Linked DNA regions of Mus musculus: regions 1, 3 and 4 are each linked to region 2. The links are chromatin contacts, called in public promoter capture Hi-C maps. All regions are on one chromosome and are shown on one strand. The core of a region is the stretch at or near the end of the contact, and the rest is flanking DNA. Distances in the headings are between cores, read along the strand shown. Region 1 holds the start of Nle1 (notchless homolog 1). Region 2 holds the start of Ddx52 (DExD box helicase 52). Region 3 holds the start of Appbp2os (amyloid beta precursor protein (cytoplasmic tail) binding protein 2, opposite strand). Region 4 holds the start of Rffl (ring finger and FYVE like domain containing protein).

Region 1 (6,035 bases), core at 36-2,535, 1.0 Mb before region 2:
TCTGTTGTTGGAGGTAGAGTCTCTCTATGTAGCCCTTGCTGTTCTGGAACTATTTAGATCAGTCTGGCCTTGAACTCACAGAGATCCGCCTGCCTCTGCTTCCTGAGTGCTGAGATTAAAGGTGTGGACTACCACCACCTGGCTCAACTGTTCTTATTCTTAGAGTCCTACAAGAAAGGATTCATAGGGAAGTAACAGATGCAGAAACCTGACTTCGGAAAGGAGTAGTTCAAACCAAGATAGGCTCTTCTGAGCCAGGTACTATTCTTAGCCTTTGGGGACCAAACCCCAATAAGAAAGTCTGTTACTTGCAACGTGAGTCCAGACCCCAAGTCTATGACAGGCAGGCAGCCTAAGACCCTGTGAATAATAACTCAGGATGGTCCTCTCCACCTGTCAGAGGACACACCTCCACATCCCAAAGATTCTGCCCATGTCCTTACTTTCCTGTGGGGCTGAAGGCCACAGAAATGACAGCTTCGCTGTGACCCTCCAATGAGCTGGTGCACCGCGTCACAGCCCGGACCCTGAAGACAGCTTGGGGCTGGTAGATGATATCGACGATTTTCTCTGTCTCCACAGACTGGGACTCCAGCGTCTTCCCCAGGGAGGACACAATCTCAGCATCGTGGACGTAGAACGCCAGGGGCAGGGGCTCCTCCTGAAGGCAAGAACAGAGTAAAGAGGAACTCTGCTCGGAGGGATGAATGCCTGCCCTCAGCGGGAGTCGGCTCAATCCCAACTACTGCATACCACCATGCGACAAATTTAATCCCGCTGGGCATCTCTGTAAAATGGGGATGCTTATGTTGGGCTGTGACAAGAAGTCACGGAAACACTGCATCCGACGCGTTCAAAACACAGCCTGTCTGTAGGTGAGTCGGCGCGGAGAACATTTTTCCTGGGGCCGATCCACGCCACCGACACTGTCGGTGAGCAGCTGGGTCCCCGGAACACCGTGGCTTCGTTTTGGGGTGCTCACCTGGGCCAGCAGCGCGTTGCACACCAGCTGCAGCTTGTCCGGCGTGATGTCCACTGGCACGTCGAACGGGGAGCCCAGCAGCTGACCGCCCTCATCCTGGAACTGTACGAGCAGCCGCTGCACGTCGCCTGCCGCCGCCTCTTCCTGCAGAATCAAGCCGCGAGACTGTCAGTCCCCCTCCCCTCCCCTCGGGCCTCGGTACCCCACGCGGAGACCCGGCATCCCCGCCCCGTGCGCGTACACCTACCACCACCGCCGCCGCCATCCTGCGTCCCCACGTGGAGGAGAACCGAGGCGGAAAGACGGAGCGTTAAATCCATGTCGCGCCGGGCAACCTCCGGCTACAGCGCCCTCTCGTGTTCGGAGGAGTCAAGCCGCTCTCGGAGGCCGGGATTGCCAATGGTGGCCTCCCTTCGCGCCTTCTTTTCACAGTAGCGATTCTGGCCAATTTTAGTCTCCAAAACTCAGAGAAATTAATTGATTTGCCCGCCTAGCTCACAGAGGCAGGAGATGGTGGAGGATGACACTTCCAGGGTCCAGGCAGCAGGGGTGAAAATACAAACCAGAAAACTATTGGGTTGAGGCAGAAACTTTTATAGGTGGGCTTGTGGGATTTAGTTTGTGTATGTGTGTGTGTGTGTGTGTGTGTGTGTGTGTGTGTGTGTGTGTGTGTGTGTGCGCGCGCGCGCGCGCATGTATGCATGTATGTATTGAGATAGGCTGAGGGTGTGTAGCCTAAGTAGACCTTGAACTCCATGATCCTCTTGTCTGTGCCTCCCAGGATGGGATGCTGGGAATATCGGATGGGCCGCGGTGCCCAGCTGTTTTGGGATTTTTTTTTTCTGAGCTCTTTCAAGGTGTGGCCCTCTCCTGTATCTGCTTTTGCATAGGCAATTTATTCTGTCTGGAACTTTTGTGGACAGATTTGAGTCTCTGCTCTCCTCTTGTACAAGTTCAAAGAATATAGAGCCTATAAGGAACTATTAAATAGGTTGTGGTAGAACATGCCTTTAATCCAGGCTCTTGCGAGACAAAGACAGGCAGATAGATCTCTGAACTTAAAGCCAGCCTGGTCTACAGAGTAAGTTCCAGGACATTGAAGGTCTCCAAAAGAACTCCCTGTCTCAGACAAACAAACAAACAAACAAACAAACGAGACTAATAAAAGTTGAAGAAGGCCAGAGGGACCCGTGTGCTCTTTGGAGGCTTTTCCTCATCTGAGAACAACGACTCCATTTGCTAGGGACGCTGCCTTCTGGCCTTCTTCACATTGTTTATCTCTCGGCTTAAATATACTCATTCCTACATGCATACATTCATTCATCCGACAAAGCGAATTGAGCCTCTATTCTTTGCCAGATAGTGTTCTCAGAACTTTGCATAGATTAGTTCAATTACTTAGGGAAGCCTTTCCCAGGACCCTGTCTTTCTTTTTTTTCTCTTCTTTTTTTTCTTTTTTCCTTTTGGTTTTTCGGGGACCCTGTCTGTCTTGTCCTGTGTTTTCCAAGTTTTCCGGCATTTTCAGTCATTTCCTCATTATCAGTCATGTCCCCCGGTATATAGGGGACACAGAAGAAACGCTTGTGGACTGAATTATGAAATCAGGAATTGAATGTAGGATCCCTTGATCCAAACGCCACAGAACCAAAGCTTCTTTGCTTGCAGTGGGATCCTTTGTCAATACCTCATTGCTTGGACCACAAATGAGGTTCCAGGCTTGGGATCCATCCCATGAAAGCAGAGCATCTGTCTATCCACCCACCCACTTACCCATCACTATCCAGAAGCTGTGTGTTAGGATGGACGTGGCGCACAGCTCTGGTTCCAGCTATAGAGGTGGCCAAGGCAGGAGAATTGCTTAAGTCTAGGAGTTTGAAGCCAGTCTGAAGGCAGCTTCGAAAACAAAGGCGAGAGAATCAAGAAACAAACAAGCTCACGTGTTAGGACTAGGCCTTTCATTGAACAGGGCAGTGGGACCTGTCCAAGGTCACATAGCTGTGAATCCATATTCTAAACTCACAGTCATACTTGCAGAGGCTATTGTGGGTGTCCCTGTGTGTGGCTTTTCTTCAGTATCTTTCAGGTGTGTTTTGAAATATACTGGAAGTATGGGGAGAATAAAAGGGAGGGGAGCAGAGCATAAGAATGAAGATCCATCTATCTATCCCCCCACTCATTCATTCATTCATTCACTCATTCATTCATTCAAAACACCAGGGCACTGTCTGCCAGGCTTTGTACCTGGGATGGTGATAGAAGCTCCCCAAGAGCAATCTTGACCTCCTGGAGCAGACACCGAAGGACAGGAGAGTTCTGACTCTCCATGAGGAAGGCCTTTTAAAGTTGACTGAGGAGAAATAAGCAATGCCAGCTCCCAGAGACACCCATCCACCACGGTGATGGCCACTTCTGTAGAGGGAGCCTCTTCTTGTCTTGGGAGAGATCTGGATCCAAGGAAGGTGGGCTACGGTCCTTGAGCTCAGGGGATTCCAGGTATGACTTAGTCCTTACCCTAGGAGGATGGAATCTAATCCAGAGGAAGAGAGCCGACATCCAAGGGAGTCACAGCCAGATGGGGGACTGGGTGTGTTCATCAACGCAGACAGGGAGGGATGGAACACAAGCATGCTCAAACGGCAACCTGCTCACACACACCCGCTCAGACACGAGTCAGCAAGTCCTGCTGGGCTGTGAACAAGTATGAAGAGAAGCAAGAAGGGATCTTCCTCTGCTCTGCTCTCCCCCTCCCTCCAGAGAGTCCTTTCTGGAAGTCTCCAGAGGGACCTGGGCAGCTGCTGTGTGTCCAAGTCTATCAGCCCCTCAGCTGTCACTCTACTCCCAAAATAGCAGTAGTAGTGGTGATGGGGGGAGGGTTGTTTATCTGGGGACGGAGGTGGGGAAGGGGCATTATAACTTGCCTAGGCAGGGCAAGTCTCCAAGGGATATTCCTGTCTCTTCTGGATCTTTCTCCCACACTTTGAGGTATGAGTCTAAAGTCTTCCAGGACTGCCCCTGAGCGAGGTGTTCGAGGGCCAGAGGCGAGTCACCCCCTTCACGTGGGCATGGATGTCCAGTCCAGGCAGGGGGAGGGCCCTGTATCAATGACAGCTTCCAGGAGCACCTGCCCCTGTGGCCAAATATAGTCTGGAGTCACTGGCTGGGGTGATAAAGTCTGCAGGGTGGGGGCTGGGAGCAGCAGATCAAGCTGTCTGAGGTGGACCGCAGAGCTCAGAGCAGTGCCTAGGAGGAGGCATCGTGCAGAAAGACTGTGAGTAGGCTGGGAGCCTGGGTAAGGAGAAGATGGGAGGACTTTCAGGCCTTCAGGCCTGCTTTGGTTGAAAGAGACAGATAGGGAAGCTTAGGGACTCTGACAACCCTTTCAGTGGGAGTCAAGCCCCAAACAAACACCAATGTCCTTTGGAAGGAGTGGTCAGTGGATTTAGGGGGGCTGGAGTGGATACCTTGCCAGCAGAATTACTATCCTACACTGCGAAGAGGGAAACCTGGGGCCCTAGCTATCAGGCTAAAAGCCTTGTCCTGGGTGTCCAGCAAAAGGCTGACCACACAGGGCTGTTGGTGTCCCCGCAGATGGCAGAGGCTGAAGCGGCACAGCTGAAGGAGGAGGGGAACCGGCATTTTCAGCTCCAGGATTACAAGGCGGCCACCAAGAGCTACAGCCAGGCCCTGAAGCTGACCAAGGACAAGGCTCTGCTAGCTACACTCTACCGGAATCGGGCAGCCTGCGGCCTGAAAATGGTCTGGGACAGGACAGCGTGGGTGGGATGAGGGAGGTTAAGGCTGGAGGCAAGGCTGTGATGGCCTGACGGAAGTGAGCCATCATCATCCTCACTATGCCCTCTAGACCCCTTGAGTTGGCAAATGTGCCTCCTGTTACCCCGGCCACTGCTCTAGAGAAGCAGGAATTCACCAGTCACAGTTGGCCCAACACAGGTGCTTTTCATATGTTGGGCCACTCCTCTGAAGAGAGCCCTGCGACAGCCTATGCTCTCATTCTCATATCTCAGTCAAGAAACCCAAGGTTCAGAAAGCGGGAGTAGCTTGACCAAACTTTCCCGGGTCGCAGAGGAGCTGGCATTTAAAGCTAGGGTTGCCTGGCACTACAGCCTGTGCTTTTCTGTACCAGGCACAGGGTGCATCCCAAGCCCCTGATAACCTGCAGCACCCCCCCCCCCACCCTCCCCCCCCCCACCCCCGCCTCCCAGGTTAGCTCCTCCCCTCACTTAGGGAATGCTGATTCCACTGGGCCCTCCCTAATCTCCAATCTCTCGTTCCTGTTTCTCAGGAGAGCTACGCCCAGGCAGCCTCGGATGCTTCCAGAGGTGAGCTCTACACTTTACCCTCACTCAGCATGGCTGAGCAGTAGCTTGGATCTGGCTTTCATTGTTATTACGTGCTATGATAGTCTGTAGGTTCTGAAGGCTAAGAAACCACTAGAGAAAGAAATGAGGTATCTGGCAGTATGTAGCTCAGGGAAGGTGGCTCTCAGGTGGAATAAGGAAGGTTTAATTTCACTTTAGGGGCTTCAGAGCCAGACCTAGGATAAGGAGACAAAAAACGACAGGGAGGAGTTTGGGCAGGAATAGGGAAAGGGTGTTTATTTGTTTGTTTGTTTTTGGGTGTCTTGGAACTAGCTCTGTAGACCAGGCTAGTCTTGAACTCACAGAGGTTCAGCCTCTGCCTCCCGAGTGCTGGGATTAAAAGTTTCCATAGCCATCCAGCTGTGACAGATTTATTGATGGAGTTGCCTGGCTGTCTCAGGAAGAGGGGAGCACCCTATTTCTGGGAATATACAATCCTCAGTAAGATGGAACCCTGATAAAAATGGTTGGGGAAGCACTGGGAATCAGATAGAAGTTGGGGAGTACTGCTGGGGGGGATGCAGGGGGAGAGGACTTTTAGTCTTGTCTTTTTGCCAACCTTGAGACTCTATGGGTCTTTCTCCCAATCAAAAAAAAAAAAAAAAAAAAAAAAAAAAGGTATGTGCCAGCTAGTTCAAATAAGGAAGACATCCTTATCCTTCCTGGGCAGTAGT
Region 2 (5,924 bases), core at 2,072-4,571:
TGTGTTCTCACTGGCTACAGTTGAGAAGCCATGTGTGTCCAACAATCACACCATACTAGTTTTTGGAGAAATTCCAGTTACACAGAACCAGGATTCAATTTCCTCTCCACTTTTATTGACGATACTTTGAAATAGTTTTGTTTTTTTCCCCCCAAGAGGAAATGCTCTCTTAATGAGTCAGCTGGACATTGTCAAGGCAAGCAATAGTGTAAGTTGGCTCCCATTTGACTTCATTCATTCCAGTCTATTAATGCAAAGCACCAACTAAAGAAATAGGTCCACTGTTAAATTCATAGAGATCTTTATGTGGTTTGTCCTATTTCATTAGATCAGTAAGACTTACAGAACTGGGGAGCTGGCTCAACTGGTAAGTTACCAGCTACACGAGCATGAGGAGTTCTATTCAGAACCAGGGAACCCATACACAAAGCAAGGTGCCATGTACCCACAACCCTAGCACCAGGGGTATGGGAGGTAGCTTAGAGTACAGTTGGATTCCTGACGCTCATTGGCTAGTAAGTCCAGCCAATTGGGGAAGCTTTGGATTCAGAAAGAGACCTTGTCTGAAAATAAATAAATAAACGTGGGACTGGAAAGATGGCTTATTGGTTACGAGCACTTACTGACTGGTCTTATGAAGGACATGGGTTCGGTTCCCAGGATTCACATAGTGGCTCAAAACCACTTATAACTCCAGTTCCAGGAGAGTCAATTCCTTCTTCTGACATTGGGGCACCAGGCACAAATATGGTGTCCATACATACATGCTAGCAAAAACACACAAACAATAAAATAAAATAATCCTAAAAATAAATGTGGAGGGTCAGAGAGTTGGCTCAGCAAGTAAACATGCTTGCCACCAAGCCTGAAAACCTGAAATCAATTCTTGTTAACTACAGGGTGGAACCAACTCCTGAAAGCTGGGTTGTGACCTCCACGCATGCTGTAGCAATGCATGATTACACATGAAATTAATATAATAAAATTTAATAAATATACAAAAGGGAAGTGCAGGTGAGGAGACACATTTGATGTCTGTCTCTGGACACACACATACATGTGCACCTACATGTGTGTATGTGCATGCATCAAAGTGCACACTCCAAAAAACTTGGATATATACCACACAGACACACTACAACACACACAGAACATTCACACACTCACACACTCACACACACATACAACACACATACACAGAGAGAGAGAGAGAGAGACTAAAAAATGACCACTTAATATGAAACAGATTTCATACTCAGCAAATGTATTTAGAGGCATGACACATTGCCTCAGCTTCAGAAATTTTAAAGTCTGTGGACCAATGTGGAGCTATAAGTGCAGCGCAATAGAAAAAAGCTACGGTAGAGGAACGTGGTCAGGTGTGATGGTACACGCCTGTGATCTCAGCACTTGGGAAGCAGACAAAGTTGGATCTCTGTAAGATTTAAACCAAGCTCCAAGTCCAAGTCCCTCCTTTTAAAGTAAAGGATATAGAGCACAAATTCAACGAGCAAGACAAATCTATTCTCTGGAAGAAGGAAAGTGAGCTGGCCATTGGTATAATGCTAAATATTTCCTAGTAAGGAAGGCCACCTACAGGGCTTTCCTCAGCTCCTGGGAGGTTAACTCTCTAGGGAACCATTAATACCATGGGGCTATAACTGGATGGGAGAGACCATAACCTCCACTGTATTAACGTGGATAAACTTTGGTCCTGCCTAAGCTAAATGCTACAAACGTCTTCACAGCCTTATCTGTTCTTCTGCATGGGTTCTCAGGATCAAAGTCAGATCATCAAGTTTGCAGGGTTGGTGTCTACCTGTTGAGCCATCTTCCTGTCTCCTCAAAATACTATTTATAGAGAGGGAGTAAATATATTTAAAAGAGTAAGATGTCCCCACTGTTAGCTGTAAGGAGGAGTCAGGGAAGAGATTTTCATGACATCTTATGCTCACTCCACATCTGCTCTCCTCGAGAATGAAAGTCTCACTAGAACTGAACTTTCCCCCTCTCCTCTCTATATCATAGATCTATCCACAAATGATATGGACATATGATGTTTGAGTCTATGCATTGTATTATTTATATTTTGATGTCTCCCAGTTTTGTTTCTCCAGCCTTCAGTCCTGAGCTTCAGACTCTTGGGTCCAAGTACCTAATTGGATGTCTTCACTTAATCAAGTAGAGATCTACATGTCTACAAACGTAACAATTCCATGATTCTCATTCTCACCAAAAGGCTGCTCTTCCTTTCTTCTTAGTTCAGTAAATGGCATGCCATCATCCCAGCTCAAACCACAATATTTAGCTACCTCTGGATCCATTTCCTCACCCTACACAAACTCCATCAGGTACATTAAACTCTATATCCAAACTGTAGCCCAAATCCATCCACATTTGAATAGCTATCAACCCAGATAAAAGCAACAGCTACTTTAGTCTCCATTTCTACTCTTATCTGTTCCATGTCCCTTCTCCAAATAACTCCAAATAATCATGTATGGCCCTTTCACGAATTCATTCATCAAACATTTATGGAAAGCAAACAGAACCAGGGATACAATCATAAAGCAAAAATAGATCTTCATGTTTGTGGACTTACATTCCAGAAGACAGGTTATACAAAACTTAAAAAGTCGAGTAGTTCAAACACAATGAGAATGAATCTAAAAATCAAATGGGATAAACTAAGATAGTTGCTCCTTCCATGAATTTTGGTTTTGCAGCATGTTTAGATTAAAACCTAAATACTTCATCATGCCCTTGTTACAGCGTTGAGACCTGGTTTGTTTGCCCCTGTAAGCTTAGCTCCAGCTACTCCAATTTTCTTTCCTTTCTTCATTTCTTCCTTCATCCCTCCCCCCACCCACCCCCTTTTCCTTCTTTCTGTGGCACTGGAGAGCAACTCAGATCGGCTTCTGTTCTAACAAGGTTTCAGATCCGTTTCCTTCTTCAGATGGGTTTTCTCTTCCCTGGAATGCTGTTCCCATGTCTTGGGAAAGTGGCCCCTTCTCAGTTCAAATTTGATTGAATTTAACCAATCTAACTAAACTAGCTTCTACCCCTTCTCAACCCATCACAGCTTTTAATTTGCCTCACGATGCTTTCCATTTTCCTCAGTTACAGTAACTGGTTAATAGTATCTCTGTCCTTTCTAAACGGTAACCGAAAATGCAGAATATTGGCGTGTTGCTCATCAAACTATCACTAAACGTCTAGCACACTCCCACGCACAAGAAGCGTCGATTTTGGATTTTGTGAACGAATTCCCAGCTCACACGTTTTCCACGCCTATCACAGCCAGGCTCCGCCTCCTGGAGCGACTTCCGCTACGGCCTGTGCGGAAGCAGTCGCGGATAGAAAGTGGTAAACGCAGGCGCCGGGAGGCCGTGGGGCCTTCTGGGTAAAGATGGATTCCTACGACCTGTTTCGCCGGCTTGGAGCCGGCGCCAAGTTCGACGTGAAGCGCTTCTCAGCAGACGCTACTCGATTCCAGGTACTTTCTGTACGCGGGGAGCCGCGTGACCGAGAAGGGGCGGGATCCGGAGATTGAGACCGCCGCCAACCGGGCAGCCGGCGCGCTGGAGACCCCGAGGCCAGGCTCCGATCACCCCCAAGCATTTCCCTCCTGGGATTTAGCTTAACCTAAGATTTACCCCAGACTTCTGAAGGACTGTTTACTGAGCCCCGGTAGACTCAGTTGAGCCTGGCACAGACATTTTGATTCCCAGGTATCTTACTTTACTCACAAAGTTGGAATCCTTTCCGAGACCCCTCTTAGAAACTAAGAAAGCACGCTTTCACTGTAAGCTACCCAAGTTTGACTTAATGTACAGATAGCTGTACTGCAGTGGAGAGTTGGGGTGTTTTGTTTTGTTTTTTCATCACTCTAACCAACCACATTTTAAGTAGCCAACCAAAAGTGTGATCCTGATATGCGGGGGGTTTCTTAAAGAAGTAGTGAGCATGAAAGGAAGTCAGTTGGGACTCACTTGTGAAACATTTTAAACATAAGCCTTACTGTAAAATACAGCCTTTGTGGAGGGTGATGTCTGTGTTTCTTCGTCCTGACTGCAGTGTTGTGGTTACATTTGAACCCTGGAGCAGGGATTTCTGGGATCAAATGCAGGGCCTGCTAGTGAATACTTCTGAGATCTTCACTAAGTTACTTGCTGGTGCCTGGATTTTTTTTTCCCCTCTTCTGTCTCACTGCTATTTACCTTGTAGGGTTGGTGTGAGGATGAAGTAATTTAATATCTAATAAATATCCTTGACGTGTAGTAAATGTATATAAATATTCATTGTTGTTGTTGATAGGATTCTGTTTGCCTAAACACACTACTTAGCTCAACAGAATCTTGTTTGAAAAGGTTAAAAAGGCGAATTACTGAACCTGCGTCCTCCGTACAGCCAGTCACGGTTGGATGGAAACAGTTCTGGCAGTAAATTTCATTTAAAACTTTTGGGGTTTTAGGTAGGAAAAAGGAAATTCGATTCCGAGTCTTTGGAGGTCCTGAAGGGACTAGACTTCTTCGGAAACAAGAAGTCCGTCTCAGATGAATGTGGAGCATTGCAAATACACCAGGAGCCCCCAAATGAGGAGAAAACACAAGGGGTCCTGTTGGAAAGGAGTAAGGAGCCCAAGAAGAAAAAGAGAAAGAAGATGACTTCAGGTTAGTATTGGCTTAATGCTCATTTTTTTTCCAGTTCCAAAACGGTGCAAGCTGGTAAGTCAGACAACACATACCTAGCAACCTTTGTTGATGCCATCTGGATTATACCTAGGTACTGGCTGTTACTTGCTACTGCAATGATGGTCATGCATAGCCTTTTGGACAGGTGTTGCTATTTCTGGAGAATAATAATCCTAATGTGGAGGTACTCTGTGAAAAAATATGTATCACTTCCTTAGAAGTTATGTCTCAGTGAAATTAAAAATTATGTCTTAATAATGCCACAGAGGAGATGGAGAGATGGCCTAGCAGTTAAAAGCACTGACTGCTGTTACCGAGCATACAGGTTGAATTCCCAGCACCCACATGGCACTTTACAATGCCTATAACTTTAGTTCCAGGGTATGGAATGCCTTCTTTTAGTTTCCCTGGTTACCTGGCATACATGTGATACTCAGACAAAACACTCATACCCATTATTTAAAAAAACAAAAAACAAAAAAAATCAATTAGAAACCTGGGCATAGTAATACTTGCCTACAGTTTCATCACTCTGAAGTTGGAGGAGGGAAGATCTGTAGTTCAAGGCCAGGCTAGACTTTGTAAAAAACAAAATATTCATTGAAGATCTTTGCTCACTACTCATAGAATTTTTTTTTTAGATTGTTCTCACATATTTGTTCTACCATACAAACATTAAAGTTGGCTAATCTAGTCATTAAGACAGTCAGGTCTACTTCTAATTGAGCCAGTGTTGACAGAAACAGGAAGAACTGCTGTTTCTATGATGTGGACAGCTCTAAGCATAGTAATTTCATTGCTATTGCACATGAAATCTTCCTCTATTACAGTAGTTTCTAGCTCGATGTTTGATGAACAAGCTGGCTGCCCTGTAGCCTGTGTATGCTCAGTCCATCTCCTGTTTGACACATACAGTTGTCTTGATGTTCAGAATTAACACAGCCAACAAAAGGAAGAGAGCAAGCCTGGGTGTTCTGTCTGCACCACGTTACAGCTCTCCTGTTCCTGGCCTTATGCCAGTTTGGCACACCTAATACTGCTGCACTTGATACCTTTGATTTTTTCAAATATAGAAGTTCCTGCTCAAGAAGACTTTGACGGTGGTATCCAGTGGACATCCTCTGTAGAAGCAAAGCTTCAAGATGAAAAAGTCAGTGGAGAGAAGAAGTTAACTTCAGGAAAGTTGGAACATCTCAGAAAGGAAAAGGTTCGAAAAATACCTTCACCTCC
Region 3 (5,934 bases), core at 614-3,113, 1.3 Mb after region 2:
CAAATTAATTTGTCCTTGGTACCGATGTAGCCTAAATGCATAAAACTAACATTAGTCACACACAAGTAATCAATGTATCAAAACCATTTGGAATGGAGGGAGGTTTCCTTCTAAATCGAAAAATTTTAACACATGCTGTCAAGATGAATCTTCTCCAGGTATTTAGGAGAGAAATGAGTTTACCTGTTAAGTAAGGGTTGGTGCAAAGCAGCAGCAGGGTTTATAGACTGCAGTATGTCAGTTGCTAATTCTGAAAGAATGTTCTCAAGCTGGAAAAAGCAGACAATCTCTCTAATAAAACAAACGCCCTAAAACACCGAACAAAGATAAGAATATACAAATCTGCTAAATATCAAATTACACTGCTGGGAGACAACTAACTAATCAAGTAATACTAAAGATCTAAAAATAAAAGCTCTACTGGTCATATTTTGCAAAAGTGGCTACTGGAAACTGAAATTCTCGCTGACTCAAAGCAAGGATCCCTGAATAAGGCCAGTGTTCACACTCAAACGTGGGGGAGAGGAAAAGGGAGGCTCCGAGTCCATAAAGTTCTCCTCCCTCTCAGAACACTGCAAAAATTGTCCACGTCTATGAACACTTACCCTTGAAACTCCTTGGAGAGCAACTTGGGACTTTCTGTGCAGATTTTTGAGAGGGAGCGACGCAAGAATGCTGCAAAATCGCACTTTTCATACACATTGGTATAATTCAGATTTCTACTTCTTGCTTTCAGGGAATTTCACTGCGTCCTTTCTAAAGATCCAGTCTATTACTAATCTATTAGTAAAATTCCCAATTTAACCCAAAGTGTAAACCGAAAAACCAAAACAAACCTAGAAACCACACAAAAAAGCTTTCAAGGATATGCAAATGAAGCCCACAGACCATTTTCATTAAGCCCTAACTAAATCATTTCGGATTGAAAGAAAGGAAAGGGACGAAACTCGGATTAGAGAAGGGAGGGGAAAAAAAAAAGAAAAAGAAAGAAAGCAGTTACTCGGGTAAAGAGGATCGACGAGATGACAAAGTAGGGAGAATTAGGGGTGGAGCGGAACAAAAAAGTCCAGCTGATACAAACACTAGAGAAGACAGAAAATACCCCAGCGACTAGAGGACCGGGTGGGACTCGGCTGGGTCAGGCATTCCCGCAGGCCTACCCTGGGGCCCCTAAGGGGATGGCGGATAGCTCTCACACAAGAACCCCCCCGGGCCGCACAGACCGGGAGGCAGACGCGGGGGTGGCGGCGTATCGGAAAGCGGCCACCGCAGCCGACGCTACCTCGAGAGCTACAGGCCGGGCCGTGGACGTGGAAGGGGGTGCGGCCCAGGAGCAGCGGCGGGGTCCGATAGAACAGATCGCCTGTACCTTGTAGTAAACGTCGAACTGGATATTCTCCGGCAAGGAGCGGATGTCGCGGCGCGAGCGGATGTAGTTGTCCACGACAGCGGAGATGGCGGTGTTGTAGAGCGTCTCCGGGATCCACTCGAGCTCCACGGCCGCCATCTTCCCTCGCTCCTCCTCCGCCTCCTCCCGCAGGCCTCCGCCTCCCTCCGTAGCGAACCCGTGTGAGGCTCCGGAGGCTTCCGAGGGGCGGCGACCACGCGGGCGAGCGGGCGTGCGCGCGCCTCTCGGACCCGGCTGCCGGGCCTCTGCGTGCGCGCGCGGCCTGAGGGCAGATGGTGCTGGCGGTAGCGGCGGTAGCGGCGGCCACGGAAGATCCGGACGAACGCAGACCACGACCGTACCGAGAGCCTCACATTCCCAACAGGAGAGCGAGCCCAGTTCCGTCCAGGCTCTCAGCTCTGCATGGGCGGGGCTGCGTGTGTGCGTCATGACGTCAACGCGCGACGCGCCGACGCGCCCGGGAAGGAATGCGGCAGGCGGAAAACTTGCGGAGAAAGAGCGCGGAGCGTCTGAGGGGCGCTGGGTGCTTGTTCCTAAAGGACGAGACACCGGGGAAGCTGGGCGGTAGTTGGAGTGGTGTTTTATCCAGCGTGCTGTGGCTCTCCAACACAGTCTCGTTTCAGTGAGTTTTTCGACGACAGCCCTCTTCAACTTTAAGAATTGATCTTTTAGATCAACGAACTTTAGGACTGATCTTTTTTTCACAAAAGTGCACAGCACGGACGGGGCATGGTGGTGCACTTGGAATGGATCGCTTGGGAGGCAGAGGCAGGGGTATCTCCTGAGGTCAAGGTCTATGGAGTGAGACCCTGTCTCAAACAAAGAAAATCTATATTGAGGGATGTGGTGGCCCATCACTTTTATCCCAGCACTGCAGAGACAGAGGCAGGTGGATTTCTGTGAGCTCCAGGCCAGCCTGGTCTACAGTGTGAGTTCCAGGCCTGTCCCTCTTGCTCTGGCCCTGTTGTCTCCTGCTCTACTCGCTCAGCCCTAGCTCATAGATTCTTTTTCATTGGGGATGGTTGTGAGCCACCATGTAGTTGCTGGGATTTGAACTCATGACCTCCGGAAGAGCAGTCGGTGCTCTTAATCAACTGAGCCATCTCACCAGCCCCTATCCAATTTTATTTTATTTTAAATTTTGGTTTTTCGAGACAGGGTTTCTCTGTATAGCCCTGGCTGTCTTGGAACTCACTTTGTAGACCAGGCTGGCCTCGAACTCAGAAATCTGCCTACCTCTGCCTCCCGAGTGCTGGGACAATTTTCTTTTTTCTTTTTTTTTAAAAGAAGAAAAATTTGTTTAACATGCCCTGGCTCTCCTAGAACTTTATCTGTAGACCAGGCTAGCCTCAAGTCACAGAGATCTTGCTGCCTCTGCCTCGCTAGTGCTGGGATCAAAGGTAGTTGCCAGCATTTTTTTACTGAGCAATCATTCAAGCCCCGTTTCCCCATTTTTGCATTGAAAAAAAAAAGAATCTATTAAATGTTTTGGCTTGCCTACCAAATTCTTCTAGTAGTCTGAGAATGCATGTCAAACAAATGGAGAAATGCACTTTAAATCCAGTGAAACTGATTAACCATACACACATTTAAACTTCTTCAGTCCTGTGATTTCTTAGGCTATAATTGACAAACCTGGGAAAGCTGTAGTCAGCCTCAAAATAGGGTTGACAGATTTATCAAGTTTAAAAAAAAAACATAGAAACCTCTAAAACACCCTTTGATTGATTGATTGATGATTGATTTTGAGTCAGGGTCCTACTTATGGGCATGGCTGGCCTGGAACAATAACTTGTTAGCTTTGGATTTAAACTTGCACTGATTCTCTATCTCCCAAGACAGGGGGTGGGGGTGGAGGCTGGTGGGTAGCAGTGAACTCAAATTTCTGTTGTTTGGTTGTTTTTGTTTTGGGGAACGATGGGGGGGGGGGTGTTATTTGTTTGTTTTTTAGAAGTAGAACTGGAGCTTTGCTTTGGAGTCCAAACTGACATGGAACAGGGAATCTTGTCTCAGTCTACTGAGAGCTAGGATTACAGGCCCCTGCAGCCATGCTCTGTTGAAAGTTTTTAAGATGTATGAGCCATGACGTAGTTTTACCTACCCCTTTAAGATCATAAAGAACATAGTTCCTGCTGGGCTGTGGTGCCACTCACCTTTAGTCCCAGTACAGAGAGGCAGAGGCAGGCAGATATCAAGGCCAGCCTGGTCTCCAAAGGAAGTTCCAGCACAGCCAGGGTTACACAGAAAAATTCTGTCCCCCCCAAAAAAACAAAACAACAACAAAAGAAAGAAAAAGAAAAAACATAGTTCCTTTAGCAAATCCTACATTAGTTTTCGGGCTCAAATATATTTTTGGATCCCTTTCGTATAAAACTATATAACTATTCACTATGACCTATTAAAACATTATTATCTATCTCCACTTCCAGTTTAAGTGAATACCTATATTTTATCCAGCATCTATATTCAAGGGATTCGTGAAAGAATGCAGATCTCTTAGGATATTTCATCAGAATCAGAACCGGGATGCAGATTCTGTGAGTAGATGAAGGGTGTCAGACAAACATATCCATCGCTGTAAAATCGTAGATGCTGATAGTCAAAATTAGAGATTTAAAAAGAGGGCTGGGAGCAGCTTGGCAGAGAAGCATAGGCATGCACAAGCCCTGCATTTGAACTCTGTCTTTAATTTGGGAACAGACCTCTTGATTCCTTTATGGCTTTGAAACAGAAGATGTTATTAAAACATGCAAGATGCCCTTGGGAGCCTTGGTCAAGAGGACACAGCCTGGGTCACAGGCGGGGTGAGTAGTAGGGGCATCAAGTTCCTTGGGACAAGGTTGATCTTTGCCACCAGGATATCTGATTTCTTCTTCTTGTTTCTTCACTTCCCACAACTACCTAGCAAACAACAACCCACCACCACCAACCCCACCTCTCCCTCTCGGGGGCCCTAGCATTTATATACGCTCGGAAAAGTCCCCAGAATTCCAAATAGCACACACTTGCCAAGACTACCTGCAGCTGACAAAATGGCACCCTGGCTAGAGCATGAGGCAGATCATAGCCAGCTTCGGTGGGCAACCCCACATACCACACTGGGGATTAAAATGAAAACACATTCTTATAATATTTCTATGTTTTTAAAGAAACCAAAATTCTCACCACATTTTACAATCACTAGGGTCGAAGTGGTTTATTATATACATACCATAGATAACTAGAAAACCCCATTTCAGCCCCCTAAGGTTGCTAGGTACTTATCACCTTAGACTCCGTGATGACCCTTATGTTTCTCATGGCTACATGTGATAAACGTGTGACTTTCCTCAGGAGAAGGAGACATGCTGGAACGAGCGGCACAGGCCTGTCATCCCAGCTACTGAGGATGAAGCGTGAGGATCACAGACTCAGACCTGCCAGAGCCATACAGTGAGCAACTTAGACTGTCTTAAATTTTAACAAAACAAACCGATAGAAGTGGAGATGGGAATGGGCTCACATTGCGGAGGTCTAGTGCCTCGCAGCTGAGAGACCTTTGACTCAATCCCCAATATATCAAAATTAATGAAAATTAAAGTGATGCATACAGTATGGTGGCCTGAGCAGGACAACTTTCTGCTATTGCCCTTATTCTTTTGTGATAGGGATGTTGCTTTGTAGCATATGCTGGCCTTGAAATCACATCTTCCTGCCCTGGCCTCACAGTTATTGCCACTCCAGCCCTGCACGCCCATCCTTGCCTCTGTTACACGCAGGAATATTGAAACGGTCACAGTGACCGTTTTTGTCCTAAATCTGAAGTATTTTCCTGAAGACCAGGTCTAAATCCACATATTCAAGACTGATCCACCACGGAGTAATGGCTGCATGGATCCGAAAGCTGAGTTTTCAAGACATAGCTACGGTACCACATGTCATCACATCATAGAAGCTACACCATAAGTGACCAATGGGGCTCAAGTTCTACCCACTAGGGAAGGATGCATATAGGAAAAGTCTAATTCTTACCTCTCACCTACGTCTACAGAAAATGAAATTTCTGGACATGTTTGCAACTACTGTCCCATAGATTTTTTTTTCTTCTTTAAATTCTCCCTGATTACTACACATAACATTCTATTAGTCAAGACCTATTGGGCTAGCAGTATAGCTCATTTGATAGAGTACTTATTTATAAAGCCTTGGGTTTAATTCCCAGAACCACATAAATATGGTAGGAACCAAATGAATGTAACGTGGTGGCACTGGAGAGGGGGGAAAGTGCTGAGGCTTGGTCTGTTGTTAGGTGTTGTAGTGCTAAATTCTGTACTGGAAGGCCTAGGCCTACAAGCCAATTCTCACATTTACAAGCTTTTGTTGTGCAAACCTTCTCCCTTGGTTTAAAACTATTCAGTTAAATAAAATTGGCTACAGCCAATTACTGGAGGGATTAGAGGTAGATGGACTTTGAGTTACCTGGTTGGGGGGTGGAGAAGAGAGAGGAACAGGAAAGAAGGAGGAGAGCGAGAGGAGCAGAGGAAGCC
Region 4 (5,794 bases), core at 2,249-4,748, 1.1 Mb before region 2:
CTACACCCTGAATATAGTGTGACCTCCCTTAGATGACACGGGAGACTTCAGGATCTCCCAATGTCCATGGGTCAACATTCGTCACTACCGACTAGTCACCATACTGGGAAAAAAAAACCAGAAAGTAAAGAAAAATTTACCACAGATTTCCTAATGCCAGAATGCTGGAAAAAACCAGCTTTTGTTTTACTATCATATTCAAAGAGCTGGGTTTCTCCCTGAAGAAATGGAGATCTGATGCTTGCTTTGTAAAAGGGAAATGTTTTAAAAACACGCAGAACTCTTAACGAACTGCTTAGCTCTGCTTCAGTTGTAACCAGGCTCCAAAATGTGGCCTAATCAGCCTGAATACGGAAAGCAAAGTAGAAACACTTCCTGACCATCGAGAGAGAGAGAGAGAGAGAAGATAATGGGTTTAGACTAAGACCAGCTTAACAGAATTAGATGTGACCACTGTCCAGTGCACAGCAACTGTTAAGTCCTGGGGACAGGGCGGACTACAGGCTACACAAGAGGCCAATTACCTATGTGAGATGGCATTTATGAGACCTGAGAGCTCAACTGGTTTTAGGATTTTAAAATTCCATGGCTAACATAAAGTCACAGAAAGAGACAGCAACCAGAACATTCCCCTACTGAAGAATGGGAATGCCAGTCTGCATATGGAAAGAGCGCCCTTTCAATTGCCAACATCACAGATGTCGGTAATTCAAATTAACCAAGTGCTAAAATAAAAACAAAAAAGAGAAAGCTGTTCTCAGAAAGCTTAAGTTCTTTCTTTCTTTCTTTCTTTCTTTCTTTCTTTCTTTCTTTCTTTCTTTCTTTTTTTAGTTTTTTTTTCTCTGTAGCCCTCGCTGTCCTGGGCTACGGTTGTAGTATGGGCAAAACCCTCAGTTCCACCCCCTCCCACCACCAGCTCCCTACACAGTGCTAAGAACCAGTAGCCTCCACCAAGTACTCAATTCCAACGCAAGCAAAGCAGCCCCTCCCTTGAGACTTCACTAGGAGCAATCTAAACGGTCTAGTCTCATCAAACTGAATGATACTCCAACTCTAAACTCTAGAGACAGACTGTGAGGTGCAGCAGTTAATCTTTCTCTCCTCTCCAAACATAAATATATTACCAGCACAAGTTTGGCGATAAAAGTCCCTAACACCCCATTAAAATAACAGCAGTATTAAAGATTCTATGATAGGAATAAAACCCAGTGTACCTAGCTCCCTCCCCAGCATTCCTTAGGTTTATGTAGATGATGTCAGAAAGTAGCAGGTGTGGCTCACACAGTCCAAAGTGGCTGCATTAAACTTCACAAGTCTCCTGTAATTGGAAAGGAAACCATCTTTTTGTTAATGTTGCTATTTGTTAAACATGTCAATGAAAATCCCTTTACCAGGCATTTCTATTACATGTTACTAAGTACTTAGGTCAATGGGCTTGGTGGATAGAAAGTTTGAAAACACTTAAGCCCTGGGCCTGGTGGCGCAGACCTTTTATCCCAGCACTTGGGAGGCAGAGGCAGGTGGATTTCTGAGTTCGAGGCCAGCCTGGTCTACAAAGTGAGTTCCAGGACAGCCAGGGCTACAGAGAAACACTGTCTCGAAAAAAACCTAAAAAGAAGAAAGAAAGAAAGAAAGAAAGAAAGAAAGAAAGAAAGAAAGAACTTAAGCTTTCTGAGAACAGCTTTCTCTTTTTTTGTTTTTATTTTAGCACTTGGTTAAATTGGTCAATTTGATGGATTTACAACCCTGGATCCCAGTGTAAAGAGTCAGGATCACAGCTAATCAATATAAGAACTTTTTTGTTTTTTGGTTGGATTTTCCAAGACAGGGTTTCTCTATAGCCCTGGCTGTCCTGGAACTCACTCTGTAGACCAGGCTGGCCTCAAAATCAGAAATCCGCCTGCCTCTGCCTCCCAAGTGCTGGGATTAAAGACGTGCGCCACCACTGCCCGGCCTAAGAAGTTTTAATGTACTGGGCTCTGTGATTAAACATTAAGGTGAGTGTGTATCCTCTGTTACATGGACATCTTTGAACACCATCAAGTTATTAATTAGCCCTGACACATCAATCTGCTACTGTCCTCCAATAAACCACAACTTTTTAACTGTACTCTGGAGTCCAGAATTAGCAAATATGAAATTTTACAAACAGTTGCTAACATTAGAAAGAATGGGGGGGGGGGGGAGAGGAGGGAAGGATAAGGAAGCTGCCACAAAGGAAATATACGGCCAGTTTTGGTCTTAGAACTCTACAAACTGCCCAGGACATAGTCCCCTTCCATTCCTAGAAAAATGCCACAGTATTCGAACAGCCTTGCCCACATTTCAGTATACTGAACTGTCAAGGCAAGAACCACCATGCAGCTCTCAAAAGTGGCGACAGGAAGTCTCTCGGTTCTCCAAGCCACCAGCCAAAACATACATAAGGAGGTTACTATTTTCTTGGAAGGCCACACGCATCCTGGGGTGTTTGTTCATGCGTCACTCTAGCCTTTAACCAGGGCACAGAGTGTGAGTTGTGGGTAAAACCCCATTTCCGAGCTAAGAATAATCTTCCCCGTGGTGGACTGAGAGGAATGTGGAAATCTTCCTCGATTACACAACAGCACCCCCCCACCCCCATGACAGCTTTAAAAAAAAAAAGAAAAAAGGAAGAAGTACGCTGCTGTTGTTTTTTTCTACCGGTCTTAAATCGGAGCTCAAACAGACGCCAGGAAAGGCTGTGGACTCCCCTGATCTACCCAGACTTCCCCATGCCCGGTCAAATGTCTCCTGGGCAGCCAGCTGGAGAGGGGCCCTACTTCCCTCTGAGTCTCGGCCAGGACCACACAGTGGCGACCTAACACACGTCGGGGACAGAGGTCGACTCCCAAGAGGCAGACAGCAGACTCTGGCAGGGAGGAGGGAGGAGGGGAGAGCAGCATCCCAAACTTCCCATCTAACCTCCAAACTCCGAATCTCCAGGGTCCTCCTGGTAGAGAGCCAGTGCCGCCAAAGCTCTGCCTCTGTAGACGGTTTTCTGTCCTACAGAAATGCATCCTTCCCCAGGACCTACCGGGTTCTTACGACACTTGGGTACAAGTTGAGGACACACGTCCCGGGTTACGGCGCACACAGACGAAATGCTTTGCGGCACTTTCATGGGACAGGTGTGGGGTGACCTGGCGGTGGGGAGTTCCTGGAAAGGGCTGCCCCACTCCCGGAGCGCAGCTGGATCCTCACACCCCCCGGAGCACAGCCTGAAGCACCGGATCCTCCAGCCCAACCCGCCACAGCCACAGCCACCGCCTCCTCACCTGCCGCGGACGCTGCCGGGCCACACCTGGGACGGCAGAGGCCAGATCCCGACCGCGGCCACTCAGGCAGCGGGGCTGCGGGGTCTGCGGCCGCCGCAACTCCACGCCTGAGGGGCGCCCGGGTGCCCGAACCACATCCTCACGGGCGGCCCCAGGAAGTCCACCCCCACTAACCCAGTCCCCCGCGGCTCGGCGTGGGCCCCGCCCGTCCAGCGTGCGGCCCCGCCCTCCCGGCTTGCGGCCCCGCCCTCCACCCCACCCCCGCGGGAGCGCACGCCCCCGCCACCATAGAGAGGAATCGGGCGCGCGGCGGTCTAGAGTGCAAGCCTCCGCGAGCGCCCTCTGTCGGAGCCCGGCTAGGTGTGGAGTCCCCAGTCTAGGCCGAGCCAACCAATCCCTTATGTGGTGATCTTGAGCAAGTCCCTTAAGATCACTAACTAGCTTTATAGTAAAGTTTGAATATTGAACCCTTGATTTCATGTTTCATCGTACCCGACAGATTTCCAGAACCCCAGACTCATCTAATTTATTAAGTTTCTTGGCGATATTAAAAGCCAATTCAGTGGGGCATCATAACCTGTCTTTTCCTCCTTGGATAAGCTACTTTCATGTTAGGAAGGTGGGGACACAGCTGAGAAAGGTTGCAGTACAATAAAAACGACTGCTAAGAAACCACCCAGCCATCGTTCATCACCCGTGCACCTTTTGGCAGGCACTTAACCTTTCCAATATCTTCCCCATCCCAGAAAGGCCGGTTGGGCCCGCACATTAAATGAGATAATGCACAAAGGCCTTAGTAAAGCATAAAACACCAGGGTAGCATAGGGGATCATTAGCCAGTGATCTAAGAAGATGCCTAGTCACGGAAGTCATATAAATGCTAATTCTTCTGGCTGGTGTCTAGTGACATCATTTTCTTATGCTTCAGGTTCCCATCAAAGACCTCTCAGAGTTTTCCTGAGCAATTTGTATTTTGATTTATTCAATATTTTGGTGCTTGGGATTTTTGTACATACTAGACAAGTGCTCTACCACAGTGCTACCCCTTGTATTTTAAAATAAAGACTATCAGAAGGGAACCAGAGCTAAAATATGTGCATCCGTACCAGACTCACTTTATAAGCCCTTTGCTATTTCCAGTTCTCAGAACACCCCAGCACGCTCTGTACTGTTATATGCTTGTTATCAACAAGGATCTACATTTTAAGTAATTTTCGAGCTTCCACACAGAGAAAAGCAGAACTCAGATGCAAAACTCTTTCTTTCTCCAACCTGGAGTGTACAGGGAGCCCCGCCTTCTAAGGACCCCTGGCACCTGAGTTGGATGTTCGCCCCTTGCCCCTTTCTCCTGCCTGCTTATTTCTGCAGCTTCGCTTTGCTGCAGTTCCCTATGAGCTCCGCTTCTCTCCGGACTTTTTCCTCCACAAAGGTGTATATCATTTTCTCCCTTCCCTTTCTGGTTTCCGTTCCTTTGACGCACCAACATTGTCCATCCTCTGATATTTCTGAAATGGGTCTGAGCGCCGTGCTGGAGACACAGGTTCTTCACCACACTGTCCATCTCTGGATATGAATGATAGCCACAGACATGTAATAGGTCCAAAACAGAAGTGAAAGGAGATCCAGACCTGCGATTTTTGTTGTTGTTGTTGTTAACTCACAACCAGAGTGCCCAGTTCTGAAAAGGAAGTGCACTTACCCCCCACCCCACCCCACCCCACCCCCAGTCGGACGATAATCAGGGCCTGAATTCATGGTATCCAACAGAAATCCTTTTTTCAGGGCCCTCTGGTCCATATTGTGGCTAAATCATCCGACTGCTGCTAAATAATGAGCAGCTTACTGGAGCGAGGCCTCGGACCCACACCCCTCCTTTCTCCACCTTAGGCGTTATCACCATCACAATTTTTCATCTTTATCGTGCCCTTCCGCAGAGGCATTCAATAATGTACCCATTGTGCGAGTAATCTGAAATCCTTTTCGGCGAGCAATAGTATTTAGTAGTAATAAAACACTAATTTGTCTACCAAGTGACATATTTATAGGAGCTGTTTCCTTTGACATATTTTTATTATTTCTACTCATTTGCTAAGTACTTTCCAATACATATTTATAAAGCACACGCCTTTCCCCAAACAGCACTGAAAAAATAAATCACATTATTTCTTTTATTAGTAGCAGCAAGGCTTCTAAGTCCTAGTGCCCTGATTTCTGTTACTTCTGGCAGGCGCCAGAAGAACTAATAGTGATGGAGCACCTACTATGTGCTAGTCTCTCTGTGAAAGGCACTTTGCATAAATCACCTACTTAACTCCCCTGAGATACACATTTTACCAATAAGGAAAATGTAACTCTGTATAACATAGATTTTTACCAGTAAAACAAACACATTATCTTGTCCAAGGGGACTCTGGCAGGAAGAGTGCAGCAAGGTACTAAACCTGGGTCTTTCCTTGATTCCAAAGTCCTAAATCACCAACCATGGGCCACTCTAACAT

The links. Promoter capture Hi-C pulls out the DNA fragments that hold promoters and counts their contacts.
Region 1: a promoter capture Hi-C map of hippocampal neurons shows a contact between it and region 2, with 2.6 times the contacts expected there. The contact joins the promoter of Nle1 here to the promoter of Ddx52 in region 2. A contact is called at or near these places in 2 of 39 promoter capture datasets (hippocampal neurons and pre-B cells) and 1 of 9 other capture datasets (liver).
Region 3: a promoter capture Hi-C map of hippocampal neurons shows a contact between it and region 2, with 5 times the contacts expected there. The contact joins the promoter of Appbp2os here to the promoter of Ddx52 in region 2. A contact is called at or near these places in 2 of 39 promoter capture datasets (hippocampal neurons and pre-B cells).
Region 4: a promoter capture Hi-C map of pre-B cells shows a contact between it and region 2, with 2.7 times the contacts expected there. The contact joins the promoter of Rffl here to the promoter of Ddx52 in region 2. A contact is called at or near these places in 1 of 39 promoter capture datasets (pre-B cells) and 1 of 9 other capture datasets (pancreatic islet).

Annotation. Positions count from the first base shown.
Region 1 is chr11:82,907,110-82,913,144 of GRCm38.p6, forward strand. Nle1 (notchless homolog 1) reads right to left here and starts at 1,286. Exons shown (of 13, transcript NM_145431.2): 1 at 1,230-1,286; 2 at 983-1,126; 3 at 444-661. The coding sequence starts at 1,247. Unc45b (unc-45 myosin chaperone B) reads left to right here and starts at 4,144. Exons shown (of 20, transcript NM_178680.4): 1 at 4,144-4,250; 2 at 4,571-4,738; 3 at 5,286-5,322. The coding sequence starts at 4,571.
Region 2 is chr11:83,938,769-83,944,692 of GRCm38.p6, forward strand. Ddx52 (DExD box helicase 52) reads left to right here and starts at 3,322. Exons shown (of 15, transcript NM_030096.2): 1 at 3,322-3,496; 2 at 4,475-4,673; 3 at 5,768-5,901. The coding sequence starts at 3,410.
Region 3 is chr11:85,233,303-85,239,236 of GRCm38.p6, forward strand. It overlaps Appbp2os (amyloid beta precursor protein (cytoplasmic tail) binding protein 2, opposite strand), which reads left to right and starts at 1,864. Exons shown (of 4, transcript NR_028329.1): 1 at 1,864-2,030; 2 at 3,838-3,945; 3 at 4,109-4,212; 4 at 4,742-5,002. Appbp2 (amyloid beta precursor protein (cytoplasmic tail) binding protein 2) reads right to left here and starts at 1,818. Exons shown (of 13, transcript NM_025825.3): 1 at 1,370-1,818. The coding sequence starts at 1,507.
Region 4 is chr11:82,867,712-82,873,505 of GRCm38.p6, forward strand. It overlaps Rffl (ring finger and FYVE like domain containing protein), which reads right to left and starts at 3,499. Exons shown (of 7, transcript NM_001007465.3): 1 at 3,297-3,499. Rad51d (RAD51 paralog D) reads right to left here. Exons shown (of 10, transcript NM_011235.4): 10 at 5,352-5,794.